Linked DNA regions of Sus scrofa: region 1 is linked to region 2. A link is a contact called in public HiChIP or PLAC-seq data. All regions are on one chromosome and are shown on one strand. Each heading gives the region's core, a stretch centred on a gene start, on an enhancer-like site or on the middle of the called end of the contact. The rest is flanking DNA. Distances are from core to core; before and after follow the strand shown.

What was found. HiChIP or PLAC-seq counts read pairs in DNA pulled down with a chosen protein or histone mark.
Region 1: an H3K27ac HiChIP or PLAC-seq map of skeletal muscle shows a contact between it and region 2. The contact joins two enhancer-like sites. A contact is called at or near these places in 2 of 5 promoter capture datasets (fetal liver and liver), 17 of 47 Hi-C or Micro-C datasets (alveolar macrophages, blood, embryonic fibroblasts and 10 more) and 1 of 2 datasets of contacts at active chromatin or transcription factors (skeletal muscle).

Annotation. Positions count from the first base shown.
Region 1 is chrX:90,514,222-90,518,374 of Sscrofa11.1, reverse strand. All of the region lies in intron 2 of LOC110257717 (a long non-coding RNA gene), which reads left to right. Among named protein-coding and RNA genes, the nearest start is that of RTL9, 37 kb to the left of the region's middle. Within about 2 kb of position 1,879, at least 7 of the 83 cell types and tissues checked have an H3K27ac peak or open chromatin away from gene starts, as enhancers often do. A contact at or near this core is called in skeletal muscle, where this site is marked.
Region 2 is chrX:90,283,327-90,287,153 of Sscrofa11.1, reverse strand. It overlaps TMEM164 (transmembrane protein 164), which reads right to left. Exons shown (of 6, transcript XM_021080004.1): 5 at 3,591-3,691; 6 at 1-1,926. The coding sequence ends at 1,720. Among named protein-coding and RNA genes, the nearest start is that of MIR652, 120 kb to the right of the region's middle. Within about 2 kb of position 1,368, at least 6 of the 83 cell types and tissues checked have an H3K27ac peak or open chromatin away from gene starts, as enhancers often do. A contact at or near this core is called in skeletal muscle, where this site is marked.

The DNA of each region.
Region 1 (4,153 bases), core at 630-3,129, 230 kb before region 2:
GTCACACAGCTCATAAGGGTGAGAGGAGGAAGTCAGACCTCGGTGGTCTGACCGTAGAGCCCAAATTCTTAATCATTAGCAGTGTCGCTTAATGTGCCCTTATTTGGATGTGCTGTACATTATTTATAAATTACAGCTTATGATGCCCATCCTCCACTGATGTCATTTAGGTTATTTCCAATTTTTTTCTGTTTACAAATATATTAAAGGAATATATTTGTTTAAATGAATCATTAGGGAGTTCCCGTCGTGGCGCAGGGGTTAACGAATCCGACTAGGAACCATGAGGTTGTGGGTTCGGTCCCTGGCCTTGCTCAGTGGGTTAAGGATCTGGCGTTGCCGTGAGCTGTGGTGTAGGTTGCAGACGCGGCTCGGATCCTGCGTTGTGTGGCTCTGGCGTAGGCCAGTGGCTGCAGCTCCGATTAGACCCCTAGCCTGGGAACCTCCATATGCCGCGGGAGCAGCACAAAGAAATAGCAAAAAGACAAAAAAAAAAAAAAAAGAATCATTAAATGAAGATCCTTATAAGAGCATTTGAAAAATGGTAAACTCCCGAAAGAAGACTTGCTGGGTCAAATAATATTTCAAGTTGCTGTCTAGAAGTTGTGCTCCTTCAGACAAGCACTGAGAGCACATCCATGTGCCTGATTCACCATATCCTCACGAGTACTGGGGTTTAGCAACCTTTTAAGTTTCTGCCAGGCTGTGAGGTGAAAAATGACATTTCTACCATCTCAATGCTGTTTTAATTTGCATTATTTTTACTTAATCATTCCTGAGGCTATGAACCCTTTTTGTTCTTTTTTTTTTTTTTTTTCTGGCTGCACCCACGGCATGCAAAAATTTCCAGGCGAGGGATTGAACCTGTGCCACAGCAGTGATAATCCCAGATCCTTAACCCATTAAGTCACCAGGAACTCCTGTGAACATTTTTTTATATGGCATAAACCCTTCGCGTCTTCTCTGTGAAATGCCTGTTCATTACTCTTTGACAATTTTTCTCATCATGTTGTCACTGATCTACAGAAGCTCCCTCATTCATTCTTTCGACAAGTATTTATTGAGCACCTACTGTGTGTCAGACCCTGCCCTGGGACTAGGAACACAGTGGTGAATAAGCAAAGCCTTAGCTTTCATGAAGCAGCCATGTAGGTAGAGGAAACAGATACGATGCAAATCACTAAATAATGTAACTGCTGCTCATGGTGAGTGCTGTAAAGAAAATAGTGCACTTCCTATAATGGGGCTCTTGCAATAGTATGAATAATAATATCTGTCTGCCTTTGCCTTTATCCTGGTTTGTCCTTTGTCTTTCAACTTTGCATGAGACATCTTTTGCCCAGGCAAAGGTGTTCAATTTTTTTTCACGATCAAATCTATCGTTCTTTTTCTTTACAGTTCCTAAGGTGGTTTTTTTTTTTTTTCTTTTTCCGCTTGCCTCGCAGTGTTTTAAAAAACATTCTCCTATGCTTGCTTCCCATCTTTCAATGGTTTCTCTTTAACAATCGAAACTTCTGACTAAGCTGAGCCCTCACTGGGAATAAGGAGTGAGGTAGAGACTCAGCTGTATTTTTTCCGGTGGCAGGGCCGTTGTCACAGTAAATGGCACCATGGATTAAACGGTGTGTCCTTCTCCCCAGAGATGGTGAAGCGAGGCTCACAGACAGGAAGAGCCTTGCTCAGGGTCACAGAGCAAATGAGGGGTGGCAGAACTAGGCAGAAATGTAAGGTCCCAAGGGTCGCTGACCTGCGCCAAAAGTTGTTGTCTGCGGTCACAGTGCCACTTTCCCATTCCGGGGAGCCTCCTGACCTCTCGCTCAGAGACAGGAGTGCAGCGGCCCAGGGCAGCTCCACTGCCTATAAATAGGCCACCACCTGCTGATCTGTGCTGAGCTACTTTACATCGAAGCAGCTTTGTCTGCCAGGGGCTGGGCGCAGAGGGCAGACAGCTCTGCCGTGTAGGAATCAAAATAGGAAGTGTCTACTCTAAATAAAGAAATCTGGCGTTGTTTTCATTCAGTGGCTGACGGAGCAGCTGCCGGCCCCGGGGAACCTTCCAAGGGGGCTGCCTCGAATTAGGCGGAAGCTATAAGCTGGCGGTTTGGAGCTTTCAGGGCCTTTCTGAGGTCTCAGCTAGAACAAGTCTAGAATCCAGAGGTTATCTTGAAAGGACAAGGGTTTGCACCACCTCCAGTGCCTCGCACTCCATCCCACGTGGTGTCTTCTCTGCAGACTCTCTCATCTCTGTGCACGTTTCCCGGGGCTGCAGACACCCCCTCCCCCACCTCCTCCCCCTAGGAGACAGGCGTGCAGCACCGGTCTCAGGGGAAAAAAGAAAAATGAAGTGAGAGTTAGAACATTCAGGTGACATTAAAAAAAAAAAAAAGAGGAGTTCCCGTCAGGCGCAGTGGTTAACGAATCCGACTAGGAACCATGAGGTTGTGGGTTCGATCCCTGCCCTTGCTCAGTGGGTTAACGATCCGGCGTTGCCATGAGCTGTGGTGTAGGTTGCAGATGCGGCTCAGATCCTGCGTTGCTGTGGCTCTGGTGGAGGCTGGCGGCTACAGCTCTGATTCGACCCCTGGCCTGGGAACCTCCATATGCCACGGGAGCAGCCCAAGAAATGGTAAAAAGACCAAAAAAAAAAAAAAAAGAAAGAAAGAAAGAAAGAAAAAAAGCTCATATTTTCCTTCAGTTACCGGGAGATTTTCGGTCAAAGTGTTCGAACAAAATTGGTGGATAATTGTCTCCATTATTTTGCTTGGCTTTCCATGGATAGACACAGCCGAACCTATCTGCAGGATCTTAGCATCCTGCTAACCTCGGCGGGTATTTTGTGGCTTCTCTCCTAAACCTCGAGTAAAATTACTGTTTGTAATAAGGTAAAACAAGCTCGTAGCCTCCCCTCTGTCCCCCGACCCCCTACCTACACACTGCGGAGATTTAGGGTCATTCTTCCCACACCAGCCATCTCTCCAGCCAGTCCCAATGTCAGATAGTCCCACCACCAACACGATGGGAAGAGACCTGAGTTCCAGCTCCAGCTCTGCCATGGCTGGCTGTGTGACCTGGGGCAAGTCACTGCCCTGCTCAGGGACTCGGGCAGCTTCTGGTAAAATGAGAAAGGTCAGTCTGGGTGGATTCCCTAACCCAGCTCCTCATCACAAATCACCAGTGGTGGAGTTCCCACTGTGGCACAACAAGATCAGCAGCGTCTCTGCAGTGCCAGGAGGCAGGTTCGATCCCCAGCCCAGCACAGTGGGTTAAAAGAGCCAGCATTGCCGCAGCTGCAGCGTGGGTCACAAATGTGGCTCGGATCTGATTCCTGGCCTGGGAACTCCACAAGCCGTGGGGTGGCCAAAAAAAAAAAAAAGAAAAAGAAAAAGAAAAAAAAATCAGTGATACTGATTAATAGATTCTAAGCTCCAGTTCTGACTTACTGAATCAGACTAAGCGTTAGGGGCCGCTGTATCTGTATTTCAACAAAACACCCAGGAGTTCCTGTGGCTGTGGTTAACGAATCTGAATAGGAACCATGAGGTTTCAGGTTCGATCCCTGGCCTTGCTCAGTGGGTTAAGGATCCGGCATTGCCGGGAGCTGTGGTGTAGGTTGCAGACGCAGCTCAGATCCCACGTTGCTGTGGCTCTGGCGTAGGCCGGTGGCTACAGCTCCAATTCAACCCCTAGCCCAGGAACCTCCGTATGCCACGGGAGCAGCCCAAGAAATGGCAAAAAAAAAAAGAAAAAACAAAAACAACAACAAAAAAAAACACCACCAACAACAAAAAAACACCCAGTGATTCCATGTGCAGGCGGGTTTGGGATCCAGTGAACTAGATGACTTCAAGGTCACTTCCACCTCTGACATTAGGTGTTTGGATACCTCCCTCAGTATTTCTGTGTTTGATCTCTAAAAAGGATGCTCCCTTTCACCTGCCCCAACCCTATGCAAAGGGAACCCTCCCCCACTTTTTCATCCGGAGCCCCGAAGGCCTCTGGCATTCACTGGTCAGACACTGAGTAGAGACCCAGGAGGAAGGGGTACACACATTATTGCTGGGGGAGGAGGCCAGGAGAGAAGAAAACAGCAGTAGTAACAACACAGCAACAACAGAAAAATGGGGGACTAGATCCGCCTGAAGGTCAAGGCAGC
Region 2 (3,827 bases), core at 119-2,618:
CGCCGCAGGCCCACCTGCTAAACTCATGACCGCTGAACCACTACAACTCAGTCTGGGTCCGACACAGGCAACACCTGAAATACCAAAGAGACCCGGGGACAACTGGCTTGCCTGGACTGGGAGAGGGGAGGGAGGCCCATCAGGAGGTCAGGGGAATGACCTTTTCCATGCTTAAGAAATCTACTCTCAGAAGAGCCACGGAAGAGTCAGCAGACACCCAGCCACGGCCTCCCTTCTTGAGGGCCAGGTAGGACTGAAGCTGTCTTGCAACACAATGACTTCCTCTCAGAGCTCTTGAACCTCCTCCACCCATGTGGACCTGATTCCTTGGTGCGGCCCTTTCAACCTAGACATGGACTTTGGGGGTGGGCAGGGTGCACAGCCTGCGATGCCTCCCGCCCTAAGCAATTCCGCTCTGCCTTTTGGCACAGTGACTGACATCTGGCCCTATGCAAACGAGGCTGCAGGATCTGTATCTTCCAAACCCTGGATGCTGACAGAGCCTGTCAAACCACCGAGTGGGCCGACAGGAGTCCCTCCAGAGACAGGCCCTAATGCAGGGCTTCTCCAAATGCACACATCAAAAACAAAAACAAAACAAAACAAAACAACAAAAAAACAAAGGAACAAGCAAACACAACCCAAAAAGCCAAAACAAAAACAAAAACAAAAAACAAACCCAACTCTAGCTCATCCTGCCCTGAAGCTGCCTTTTGAAAAGAGAAAGAGAGACATTTAAGGGGCACTCACAATGAAAACACCATCTATTATCAACATTAAACTGAACGCAAGCATGATTCACATCATAGGTTTCTCGAGTTACCACTTCTGTTGATTAACTGCTGTGCTCACTTCTGATTGGGATGTGGGTCACCTCTCAGCTCTCAGGCAGAATTTACCCAAGGTCTTGCCTAGTATGAGCCAGTGGGCATTTCAACCTTGTTCACTTTGGATTTGCCACTGCAACAGGGCTCAGTAGGATCTAGCCCCTGGGCTGGGTAGCGCCCCCACCTCCCACGGCTGGCAGTATCCTGGAGGGAGTGGCTGGTTGGCTGCTTGCTTTGAGTCATGGGACACTAGTGGGAAGAATCTGGCCAGTTCTATTTTGGCCACGAGCTGGGAAATCCCTTGGCTCTGGGCTTGCCGCTGGTATAGAAACAAGGCCTCAGTCCCCTCACGGCGGGGGCTGTGCTGGAGGCAGAAGGGGACCCCCGGCCGAAGGCTGGAGGTCCCTGGCAGTGGAGAAATGAAACACAACCCAATCGCATTGCTTCGACGCCCAAACAACTCCTGCTGCTTGTTGTTCCCTTTCTCCTCAACCAGCTGTTGTTAAAGCACCAACAAGCAGAGTGACAGCCACTGACTACCGTCTCCCCATGTAAGGCCACTAGAAGCAGGGAGAGAGCGCCAGAGGGGAGGAGGAAAGGTCCGGCCCTCAGCACTACCACCCCCGCCAGGCTCTCGGAGCCTCCGTCCTGGGGGAAGAGCTGGTGAAGGAAAAAGTGCTGGAAGAAAGGGACGGGGGTGGGGGGGGAAGAGAAATACACCAAACACCCTACTGCCCTCTCCCATGATTTCATCAAGAACTGGGTGTCCTCCAAGTCAAGTCAGGACTTGTTTCCTCAGGGGGAGAAGAAAAAAAGAAAAAAGAAAAAAAAAAAAAACCAAACCACCCCAAAACAAAAGAAAAAAACAAAAATAAAAACCCCGCAAGCACCTTCAGTCTATTTTCTTGGCTGGAAGCCGGAGCAAATCCAGCAGATATTTACACAAGGGCCCAGCCATGTATGAGAACAGGATAACCAGCTTCCCGTGGGTCATGGTCATGAGAGTCTGGTGTCCCGAGGCCCAGATGCGGTACCAGGGGCCGTAGAATGGGTCTGAGATGGCCGGACACAGCATGTTGTTCAAATTCACTTCGGTGACCTGCAGGGACAAGGGAGGCAGAGTGAGCGTTCGCCGTCCTTAGGCTTTCTCTGGCTTCTGCCAGTTCAGCCGGGTCTACCTAGGGGGCTAGACAAGGAGGGATTGACAAATCCCCACCTGTTCATAGCAGGGTCTTTCTCCCCTAGGGTTCCTGAGGGGGTCAAGGCTGGAGAGGCTAGAGCCCTCTGGAGGTCTTAGGGGAGGCCGTCCAGGGGAAGAGCCGGGTGGGCCTGCTCAGTCTTGCCTTCTGCTTGGGCCCAGAGCCCGTTGCCAGTCCTAAGCCTTCCCCAGGTGCCTCGACCCGGGGGGCTGTCTCGGGGTGAAGAGCGGTCCGTCAGCGGCATGGTCCCTGCCTCCAGCTAACTAGCAACCAAGCAAGTTGGGGTGATCGGCCTACCACAGTGGACCTCAAACCGTGACGTCGGAGGCGGGCACAGAATGGGGGCCGGATCCTCAGAGAAGAGTTCATGGGAAGTGACACCTGAATGGACTCATGAAGGATGGATGGGGGTCATGGCGAGGAATGGTGTGAACAGAGCCTTCCTTGTAGGAGGCGTGACCGGAGCCAGGCCCGGAGGTGAGACCGAGCACGGAATGCGTGGTGACATGAGGACGCTGACTCCCCTGGAATCCAGCAGTCCCAGCGGAGAGCAGGTGGAAAGGTATGGGCCTGAAGGTCACCGCACTTCCTCCCCGAGCACAGGGAGCCTTCATGCCAGTGGCAAGGCGCCCAAACCACCCCCGAAGCCAACCCGAGCAGAGCAACGCGCCAGGGAGGGTAAGAGAAAATGACTGCTTCTACGAAAGTGCTGGTGACATCAGTAACGTGCCCTAGGCCGGCCGGGGCCCACGAGGCTCCACACGGCTAATGCTACATTAATGCCGCGCGCGCACAAAGCCAGACGTGCCACCCCTGTCCCGAGGACAGCCCCGGCCCTTTCCAAAGCCCGGCGGCCCGTCACATTAACGACAAGTCCTCACCCCGGCTCAGAGAGGTGGTGGCGTTTTGGACTGTGTCACAGACGGGTGGACAGGGCGCTGCCCAACTCACCCAGAGCGGTGGCAAAGCCGGGACTTGAGCCTGGGTCTCCCAACCCCAGCCCCAAGCCCTTGCCACTCACTTCGCCGCCAAGAGAGACACCCACGCACTCGGCAACCGCGGGCTCCGGAAAACTCAGCTACTGAGTCTGGCCACCATCCACACTCCAGGCGGGTCTGCACACCCCAGAATGCCATGGGGATGCCCCGATACCACGCTTCCACTGGCCACACAGCTCGGAGCCCGGTAGGAGACCCGTAATGGACCCGAGGTCAGAAGCCAGGCCCAGGGCCAGGGTCCAGCCTCCCCGTGGCGTGGCGTCACGTCCACGGCAAACCACTTTCCAGAGCAGCTCACTCTTTCTGACCCAAATGGCCATGAGCGAAGGGCCTCCTTGCCTCTCCAGGGATGAAAGAAACAGGCATTACTGAAGGATTCAGAAAACTCTCTGGAGAGGCCCAGGCTGTGGATCATAAATCAGCAACCCAGACACAACCATGCGACAGCCTGGCCTTTGGCATCTTATATTTTCAAAACAGAACGATACACCAGCGCCAACCAGGATTATCAAGATTTATGAAGAAATCCAAACAGAGGGGATAGAAGGGGACAGAACCGAACTTACCAGGCCCAGGATCTGCAAGACGCTGAAGTGATAAAAGAACATGAGGCCAGTCGAGAGAAGGGCCCACCGGAAACTGCTGAGGGGCTCCGGGGTGTAGGCACCTGGAGGAAGAGGGCAGATGGTCAGACAACAGAGCTGGGGACTCACTTCTCCTCCCTCACCCCGTGAGGGCACAGGTGCTGAGGCCACGGCCGCCATCTGCTCATCACCCGCTCCCGCTGCCCAGAGGACAGCCCT